Regions from separate parts of the Oryctolagus cuniculus genome. Here region 2 is linked to region 1. A link is a contact called in public Micro-C data. All regions are on one chromosome and are shown on one strand. Each heading gives the region's core, a stretch centred on a gene start, on an enhancer-like site or on the middle of the called end of the contact. The rest is flanking DNA. Distances are from core to core; before and after follow the strand shown.

The links. A called contact is a pair of places that touch in the nucleus more often than the background predicts.
Region 2: a Micro-C map of ear pinna shows a contact between it and region 1, with 2.8 times the contacts expected there. The contact joins two enhancer-like sites. A contact is called at or near these places in 2 of 6 Hi-C or Micro-C datasets (ear pinna and psoas muscle).

What each region holds. Positions count from the first base shown.
Region 1 is chr4:90,539,200-90,544,113 of mOryCun1.1, reverse strand. No RefSeq gene overlaps it. Among named protein-coding and RNA genes, the nearest start is that of TPRG1, 84 kb to the right of the region's middle. Within about 2 kb of position 2,968, at least 2 of the 8 cell types and tissues checked have an H3K27ac peak or open chromatin away from gene starts, as enhancers often do. A contact at or near this core is called in ear pinna, where this site is marked.
Region 2 is chr4:90,666,928-90,671,841 of mOryCun1.1, reverse strand. No RefSeq gene overlaps it. Among named protein-coding and RNA genes, the nearest start is that of TPRG1, 210 kb to the right of the region's middle. Within about 2 kb of position 2,126, at least 2 of the 8 cell types and tissues checked have an H3K27ac peak or open chromatin away from gene starts, as enhancers often do. A contact at or near this core is called in ear pinna, where this site is marked.

The sequences.
Region 1 (4,914 bases), core at 1,719-4,218:
AATTCTGCAGATATATGGTTACAAAAGGGTGGGATATTTTAATTGCATAATCAGATAGTTGTAGACTTTTTCTTTTGCCACTACATCAAAACTCAACAAGTGGTAGTTTCTAGTTTCTTTTTTTAAAATGTTTATTTATTTATTTGAGACGCAGTGTTACAGACAGAGAGAGGGAGAGACAGAGAGCTTCCGTCCACTGGTTCACTCCCCAGATGACCACAATAGCTAGAACTTTGTTGATCCAGAGCCAGGAGCCAGGAGTTTCTTTTGAATCTCCCATGCTGGTGCAGGGGCCAAAGCCCTTGGGCCATGCTCTGCTTTCCCAGACCATAGCAGAGAGCTGGATTGGGAGAGGAACAGACAGGTCATGAACCAGCACCCATATGGGATGCCGGCGCCACAGTCAGAGGCTTAGCCCACCACACCACAGCGTCAGCCCCAGCAAGTGGTAGTTTCTTACAATTCATCTGTATTGTAGAACCCTGGAACATTACTATTGAGCATTTCATATTCAGCTATATTTAAATCCCACAGTCCATCATGCATTTTATTTTATTTAAGATTTATTTATTTATTTGAAAGTCAGAGTTACACAGAGAGAAGGAGAGGAAGAGAGAGAGAGAAAGAGAGAGAGAGGGAGGTCTTCTGTCTGCTGGTTCACTCCCCATCTGTCTGCAAAGGCTGGAGCTGAGCTGATCTGAAGCCAGAAGCCAGGAACTTCTTTCAGGTCTCCCACGTGGGTGCAGTGGCCCAAGGACTTGGGCCATCTACTACTTTCCCGGGCCATAGCAGAGAGCTGGATCGAAAGTGGAGCAGCTGGGAATAGAACCAGTACCCTTATGGGATGGCAGCACTGCAGGCGGCGCCTTTACCTGCTATGCCACATAGCAGGTCCCTATCATGCATTTTAAATGGATACTTTTCTCATGAATGGTTTTGTAACATTATGCACTGGTCAGTTGGAAAGTATTCCTTCACTGAATTCTACCAGTCCTTGGCACATTTTATTTCAAAACGAAAATTTCACATATTTCAAGACATCATCAATCTAATCAACAAGTTTTAAGATTGGGAAGCTGTTAAATTCATGGTGCTGAATACATCTTTTCTGGCATTCCGATTTTTAATGGACTGCTTGAGGTTTTTGATTGTCAAAAGGTATTCCTGGTTTTGCCCTTGAAGTGGCAGCTTATACTGCATATTACTGAGAAAATATTTTGGACATATCCAGGTTTAAATAACCACAGCTGGTCTCTCAGTTGTTCCCAATTAATATGGTGATTCATTAAAAAAAGTGGTTGATTTGGTTTCTATTGCAAAACTACTTTTTATTGAAATAAGTATTGTTCTTCAATATACAGCAGAGGTCCTTTATGCACATTTCCTGTTTGTCATGGAATGTAAAAAGTTATGTAGCCCACTTCTAAATTTAATCAACAATGACTTTTGACTGCTCTTTTAAAGGCATTCTAAAGGCAAACTTCCGTTTTTTTAAACTTTTGTTCATGGCAGTGAAAAAATACAGTGTGATTTGGCTTCACTGCCTCGATGCGTTCATTCTAAAGCCTCAGCAGTTTTACGTGCCACCATTTTTGCAATCATCAGTGCAGCATTATAGTGCAAAGGAAAATAGTATCCGAACATTATTTTGAAAGTAATTTTGACATTGCAGATCCCTGAAAGGGTCTAAGCCATTCTCAGGGGGGTATTTGGAGCACTCATTAGGAGCCTCTGATCTCCGGAAGTGGTTTCTGGGATTTGCTCCTTTCTTTCTGTAGGCGTCTTTTCTTTACTAGGGGTAAAACGGCCCATTTGTGCTAAATACATATTGAAAATGTGAAGACAGAGACAGGGTTTTCTCTTTTATGTCACTGCTTTCTGCAATCTCATTCCATCCTTGCTTTAGCACTTGTGTCTTTTGATTCAGCAACAGCCAGTGCCCTCTTCAGGGGGCCACAGAGCTGAAGACCCATCAATATACAGAGCAGGCGAGGCTCAGTGCAAAAATGAAGAGAATTGGGGGGAGAAAGTACTAGAGGAAATCAAGTGAGAAGGGAAAGACTGCGAGAAGAGCAAGGAACTAAGGGGAAAAGAGCTGGAAGGGGAAAAACGAAGAAAAACGAGGGACAATAAAGGTAAAGACAAAGGGCCAGGGGCCTCTGGCGGAAGGGCCCCTGTGTCGTCTGCAAGGGAGGCTGGGAGCTGTGAGATCTGGGTTCTACAGGAATGCACCCAGCTTTGATCTTTGCAGGAGGCAACATCCTCTCCCGGCCTCACATTCTCCTTTCTGCCAATTGCAAGGCAGAGAGGCAAGATACCGTAGTGGAAGCAGACAAGCCTTCCACAGATGAGCTTCCTGAGTCCCTGCACCCCGCAAACCGTGGGCAGAATCATGTGTGGCCATGGGCTTTTTCCCAGGGTCGGGAGCGGTTTGTTTTTGTCTATTACCAAAAGGTCTCTTTACCAAACTGGATGAAGAACCACTGGCTTGGATGGTTTATGATCTTTTCTAGCCCTGAAACTTTATGATTCTTGTGTGGAAGGGGACCCTTGTAAACTGATATTAAAATAGTTTCCCAGCGTTAGGATTTCACATTCACTGCCTTTGACCCTGAGTGAATCTCAAGATGAAGTCTCTGGCCTCAATAACAATATGTGTTTTTTCCTATGCTGGAAACAAATGGAACAGCAATTCCTGGGGACAGGTGGGGGGATCGCTGTCTCTGGGGACAACAGAGCACAGCTGCTGGCCATGATGTGCATGCAAACAGAAGTGGTTGTACCCTGCATGCCAGAGTCACAGCTCCTCTGGTCTCAGCTTGTTGACTTGGTCCCAGAGAAGGAACAAAGCTGGCCAAGTCCAATGAATGGCCGGCAGTGGAAAACCGGCGCTGATGTCTGCTGGCAGGCAAGGCGGCCGACACCACATTCGGTCAGCTCCCGCCCCTCACCCCGCAGTGGCGCTCTCCCTCCCCCGCCACGGCTGGCTTTGGCAGGCGCTGCCAGGCCGGAGAATGCAGGAAGTTTTGGGTCACAGTGACCTCTAGTTGCTGATGCCAGATGAAATATGCCCTGGAGGTTCTCCAGGGTCACATGGTGTGTGGAGCAAGAGAAGGCAGGGCTGCTCTTGAGCTGACAAAGTGGATTTTGGCTCCAAAATGGCAGCCCTTGGGGAATAGGAGGGATTGTGGGTGGGAAGAGGGAAGGGCAGGCTAGGCAGTGGCGTGAGAATGGGCAAAAGGGAGAATCAATCTTACTTTTTCATCCCTTGCAGCCTTCCAAGAAGCTGCCTGCTTTCTGAGGTGGAGGCACACCTTCAAATCCATGGCCAAGAAATCTGGGGAGAAGTTTCTGTCACGGGGGAGGGGATGAATTCCAGCTCCATGAATGCTGAGCCTCATAGCTGGATAAAGGCTGTGCAGTAACTGGAGCTTTACTTAGAGCCCCTGAGTAGCTCAACATTCAGAAAGAAAGTCCACCTTGGACGCTCAGGGCAAGGGCTGCAACCTCCAGACTTTGCCCCTCATTGCTCTGGGAAAGCCGTTTACGCTGTTCTGCATGTCGGGCTATCTAGTTCTGCTCCTTTCAACCCCAGACTCCTAGAGGAGGCTCAGCTGTTCCCAAGTGCAGTCTCTGCCAGAAGTCCAATGGTGGACGCTAACGATTGTCCCACCTAGGTCCATGGTCCTTCAATATAATCCCTAAGCCTTGGTCTAGGCAGGAAGAAGGGGTTTGGCAACATTCAAGTTTAAGGATCAGGATCAGAGCCTGAAATGAAAACAGATGAGAAGAAGCAGCCAAGTCAAAAACAAGATCCAGCTGGAGGAGGCCCGATAAGCCGGCTGACTACAGGCTTGAAAGAGAGGTCAGGCCCCAGGAGCAGCGCTGGAGCGGCAAGGGCTGTTTTCGCAAGGGAGGACAACGCATGTGGGGTGGGTGGGCTCTGGTCTACTCACAGCAGCTTCATGCGGCAAGATGAGGCATTGCAGTTTCCTCCTCATTCCCCACTGAAGGCCAAATTAGCACTGCTACCTTAAAATAGAGATAGGAAGGGTAGGTCTGAGAATCTACAGGAAAGGTATCTTTTGGAAAATGAAAGATGCTATTTGAGAGCCAGCTGCAATCTCACCTCCAAGAATCCTTGCCGATTCACTCTCCGTGGTTCTTGGCTCCCTGTCTCAACCCCACACTGTATTTTGGATTTAGTGTATTTCTTTTTTTTTTTTTTTTTTTGACAGGCGGAGTGGACAGTGAGAGAGAGAGACAGAGAGAAAGGTCTTCCTTTGCCGTTGGTTCACCCTCCAATGGCCGCCGCGGCCGGCACGCTGCGGCCGGCACACCGCGCTGTTCCGATGGCAGGAGCCAGGAGCCAGGTGCTTTTCCTGGTCTCCCATGGGGTGCAGGGCCCAAGCACCTGGGCCATCCTCCACTGCACTCCCTGGCCACAGCAGAGAGCTGGCCTGGAAGAGGGGCAACCGGGACAGAATCCGGCGCCCCGACCGGGACTAGAACCCGGTGTGCCGGCGCCGCTAGGCGAAGGATTAGCCTAGTGAGCCGCGGCGCCGGCCCTAGTGTATTTATTAAACTGTCTTATAATGAACCATTTGGTAGTGGTGTTGAGTCTCGGTGAGTGTCTAAGTTTATAGTGTTGGCAAATACTAACTCAGTTGCTGTCAATAATGACCCTCGGACGCTTACTGATCGCTTGCTGTCTTTAGAGGTACCCGATGCACAAAGCACGGACCTTCACTCCATCAGATTAGGATTAGAATAGAAGCCTTGTCACAGGCGGACTGTGTGAACTTGGACAGCTTGCTTGACCAGTTCAGGCAGCAGCTGGCACCACCAAGAGACATCTGTGCTCTCTCATCCTTGAGTGGAGCCCCTGTGACTTCCACCACAAGCTAAGATTTT
Region 2 (4,914 bases), core at 877-3,376, 130 kb before region 1:
AACCCAAGTCTTCCACATGGGTGACAGGGATACAACTATTTAAGCCATCACCTACTGCCTCTTGGGGTGCACATTAGCAGGAAGCTGCAGTTCAGAGTAGAGCCAGGACTTGAACTCAGACACTCTGATATGAGATGCAGGTGCCCCAAGCAGTGTCTTAACTGCTAGGCCAAATGCACATCCCATGTACTATTGATTTTTACACCTCCTGATGACTTGCAGGGGGACATCTTTGTTTTCACCCCGGGCTTCATTACACCATATGCATTTATTTACCCATATGCTCATTCATTCAATACACATGTTGATTCAATCATTTCTACATGCTGTTCACATAGCAAGTGCTATGGATGCAGAAGTGGAGAAGTCAATAAAAAAATTGCACCTGCTCTAATAGAGGAAGATGTTCATAAAAAATTAGTTATCAAACAGCATGCTTAGTGTGACCATAGTGTAAGTCACAGGTTTCTTTCTTTCTTCCAATTCAGGATGATGTTACCACATTCACTTGTCTGATTATGTCACTTTTCTTCTCAAATGCCATCAGTGCCTCTCACTATTTCCTACTTAGGTTATCCATACATTCATTTATTCTGTATTCCTCATCATATATTTTTGTGTCTTTCCTTTGCACCTTGGGCTCTACTGTCTCCATGACCTTCTAACATGGCATCTGCTTTCTGCTGTGCTCTCCTCTCTTCTCATGTCACTATCCCCAGCCTTTGCCACTTGGCTAATTAAAAAGACATTTTGACTAGTACAGATGCCAACACTTCTGAGAGATCCTCCAGCCTTTACAGGAGCCTTTTGTAGCATGCCCACCAGCTTCTCCATCCCACCCAGTAGGTAATTGTTCACTCTTCATCTCCCTAGGACAGCATCACAGCATTTGGAAATGTTTCCTCTGGCTGTGAGATCTTGGTCCCGTGACACCAGCCTTGACCTAAGCATGGTGTGAGCAGCAAGTGTTCCTTGAGTGAAATCCTGTTTTCCCTACCACAGTGTTTGACTTGGTGGCCCTATCTGGTCCTTGTTTGCCCTTGCCTGGTCTAAGCTGCTATTAACTTGGGCTCCTTGGGTTCTATTGGATTGTATGAGATTTAGAGTCTGCAGAAGAGAGTCTGCATAGAACCATTGATTATGCGACTTAGAATAAAAGGGCAGAACATTATAAGACACGACCGCAGCACCTTCATAAGGAGTATTACATTCTCTGGCTCTTCTTCCTCTTTGTCCAATTTGCAGGTGGAAAAGACAAGGTTTAAAGAACTGTGTCTTGTACACAATTGGAAAAGGTGAATGGGATATTAGAAATCATGTTATGAATACAAATTTCTATCGCACGACTGGAATGAAAATTGGTTCCTGGTGTGATGTTTTGTCCCATTAGTTTTGATTAACTTCAGATTTAGTACCCTCTCACCCCACCCTTTTTCAAAAAAAACACCAAAACCCCAGCATTCCTGTGAATGCTGAGTGTCCACTGTAGAATCATTGTGCAGCTTCTGTGAGCAACCCAGAGCTATTGAGCAATACCTAGCTGCAGCTGGACCGAAGATGGGTCTGAGTTCTGAGAAAGACTGCACACGCTCCCTGTTGGAAAGACAGACATCATTTCGGGAAATATTCAATAAAATGTTTTTGAGACACAGAGTCCCATTCATGGCAGGGGGAAGGGATGGGAGAGGACTGTTTTGTCTCGTAAGACTTGGCTCAGCCTGGAAGGTTGCTATTTAATGCAATCCAGAACTGATTATTTTGTTGATCGTGTTTCAAAACTCTTGCCCTTTAAACAAGTTCCCGAGTAAATTGAGTGCAATTGTGGGACGTTTAACTTTTTTTTTTAAAGTCTTATTATATTTTGTGATTTGAGGGAGAGGATGACAGGAGAGGGTGAATGGAAACCTGCCCGAGGACCAAAAAATCAAAGAGGGTGGGGAGGAGGATGAATACAGCAAAGAAAGACTAAAACTCTGGGTCGGAAACTCTTGCTGAATGAGTCATCCCACAGAACAAATAAAAACTCGCTCATCACCCGGTCTCCCTTCTCTGCACTGAGAGAGGCAAACAGTGGGGCCCTGGAAAAACATCAGCAGCTTCTTGTAGCATCTGTAGGTGGGGAAGGTTTCCAAGCCACAGAGAGGGCTGTGAACGCAGTTACCGGGGCTCCAGGCTTTCTCAGCCAACTAGGAAGGTCCTCCAAATTGGCCTTGGAAAAACATACTTACTGAAGGAACACATATTGTAAGCTCTCCCTGTGTGTTTGGGTTCAGAGCTTTTTTTTTTTTTTTTAAAGAAACGAATACATTGCTTTCCAGTTTTCCATGAAAAGAGTCTGAATGTTCTGAGAGTTGCAGAGATGGACTCCTTAGGGTGGGGTTTGTAAGGCTGTAGAGAGGCCTGAAGCTTTGTCCCTCCTTAGTGAACCAAGGTCATCCACATAGTACAATCCTCTTCACACGAACAAGCCCAAGGGGGAAAGCATTCTTGCCACTCCTTTCAGTGAAGATTGCAATTAGCATTTTTATGAAGAACATAAACTCTCTGTGTATCAAAGATTCACTTTTATTACTCTGAAACTGGCTCGAATAAGCATCCCGCAAATGTTTGGCTTGTTCCCTTTCAGGAGGAGGCCAATTAAAACACGGGCTGCCTAACTGCCAGGCCCTACCCACCCTTCCGTGGGGCAGCAACAATACTGGCGAGGTAGCGTCGGCGCCCTCCAAAGTGGCTTTTCAGTTATTGGGCACCTGGAAGGAAAAATAATGATTTCTTGGCTCTCATCACAAAAACAAACACACAAAAAGACAAGGCAGGAAACAAAAACAAAAACAACTCAAGGATTATTTTACTTAATCTCTCCTCATTCCAGTTGTGAACTGCTTGGTTCAGACAGATGATGATTTAACTTGCCACCTATTGTGCCAGCTATTCTCCCGTCCCTGGAACCCCCGGACTCATGGGAAAGGAGCAGTGTCCCATGACCATGGCGCCAGGGTGCTTTTACAAGCTGTGATTACCTTCTGGAAGGCAGCCCTAGCTGGTGGGCTCCTCCCTGGAGCAGAGACTCCCAACTGTACCATCCCCTGTGGCTCCCAACTCACCACGCCGTTTGATGTAGTTTCTTCAGGTATTGTTTGATATGAGCAGTCCTTTTCCTATCTGAGGAGGAGTGTCTATAGTGGCACAGGGCAGAAAGAGGCAAGCACAGTGTCTGGCTGCTTTTGGAGCCAGGGGCCACAGGCCAGGATTTACCTCACTTATTTGGTTCTCCTTGTCAGCCAAATGAGTCTTGCAAAAATATTTAGTCTCCATACCCACAATAAACAATCTTGCTCAAGTTCAAGACTCAATTTCCCTTTCACTGGAGGTGGCAGCACGTACCCATACATAGATGATGCTCCATAAATGTTTCCTGAATGAAGGAATTAATATGCTAGGGTGTTGGGAGAGAGAACCTTCTGCCAACTGACTTTCGATACAATTTAAAAGTATTTTCCTAGTGTGCCTCTATCTGTTTCCATCCACTTTCCTGATGTGATGAAATTCATTCTTCAGATTGCTGTACTTCTATTACCTCTTACAATGAGTCTTCCAGATTTCAGACAGAGAAATGGAGTGATTTAATATGAAAACAGTTAATGGCAATACTTGGAGATGTAACAATGTTGATTCTTTTGGCTGCAAATGGTAGAGTACAAAAATAATTCAAACAACTGAGTTTTATTAATAAAACAAGATGTCCAGAGGTTAGCTGTTCTGGGGTTGGTTCAGTAACTCATCTGTGTCAAAAGTAAAGATCAGTGTCCCTGAAAATTTCTTTTTCTTTCCCTTGTAGTTTCAAGACCGCTAATACAGTTGCAACTATCTTTTTAGAGTAATGTGTAAAGCAAGCAAAGGCTTTTTTTCAAAAAATTTTTTATTTATTTGAGAGGTAGAACTACAGACAGTGAGAGGGAGAAACAGAGAGAAAGGTCTTCCTTCTGATGGTTCACTCCCCAGATGGTCGCAATGGCTGGAGCTGTGCTGATCCGAAGCCAGGAGCCAGGAGCTTCTTCCTGATCTCCCATGCAGGTGCAGGGGCCTAAGCATTTGAGCCATCTTCTGCTACTTTCCCAGGCCATAGCAGAGAGCTGGGTTGGAAGAGGAGCAGCTGGGACTCGAACTGGCTCCCATATGGGATGCTGGCATTGAAGGTGGAGGATTAACCTACTGCGCCATGGTGCCGGCCATGCAAAGACCTTTTTTTTTTTTTTTTTTTTTTTTTTTTTTTTTTTTAATAGAACTAAAAGATTTTCCCTCATATCTCATTTTCCATAGGTTGGTTGTATGTGGGATAAAAGCACGTTGCCACAACTGACTACACCTGTTGCATTTGTTTGCTAGGACTGCCGAACAACCCCAGACTTAAATGACAGGATGAGTCTGCATGGCGGCAGTGTAATATCATGATAAAGGCAGGGCTTTCTTCTTCTGACCTCTCTCTCCTTGGCTTATAGATGACTGTGTTCTCCCTGGTGTCTTCTCGTGGCCTTTTCTCTTGGTGTGTCTGTGCCTGATCTCACCTTCCTGTAACAGCACCAGTCCTATTGATTTCGGGTCCATCCTGGTGACTTCATTTAAATTTGATTGCCTTTTAAAGACTCTATATCCAAATAAGGTCGTATTCTGAGATAACAGGTATTAGGACTTCAACATGAATTCTGCAAAGGACACAATTTAGGCCATAATACCCACCATAATTGCTCATTGGGAATGGGCATTTTATGCTCTGGCCACATTAGGGCTTGGTTAATCAAATAGAAGAAGCAGTTGCTGTCATGTTTATTAATATTGTATTGGAAGGCTTGCTGAGATATCCTGTTTCCCAATGTGATCCGTTCTGAAGAGGTCAATATTAGAAATTACTCAGAG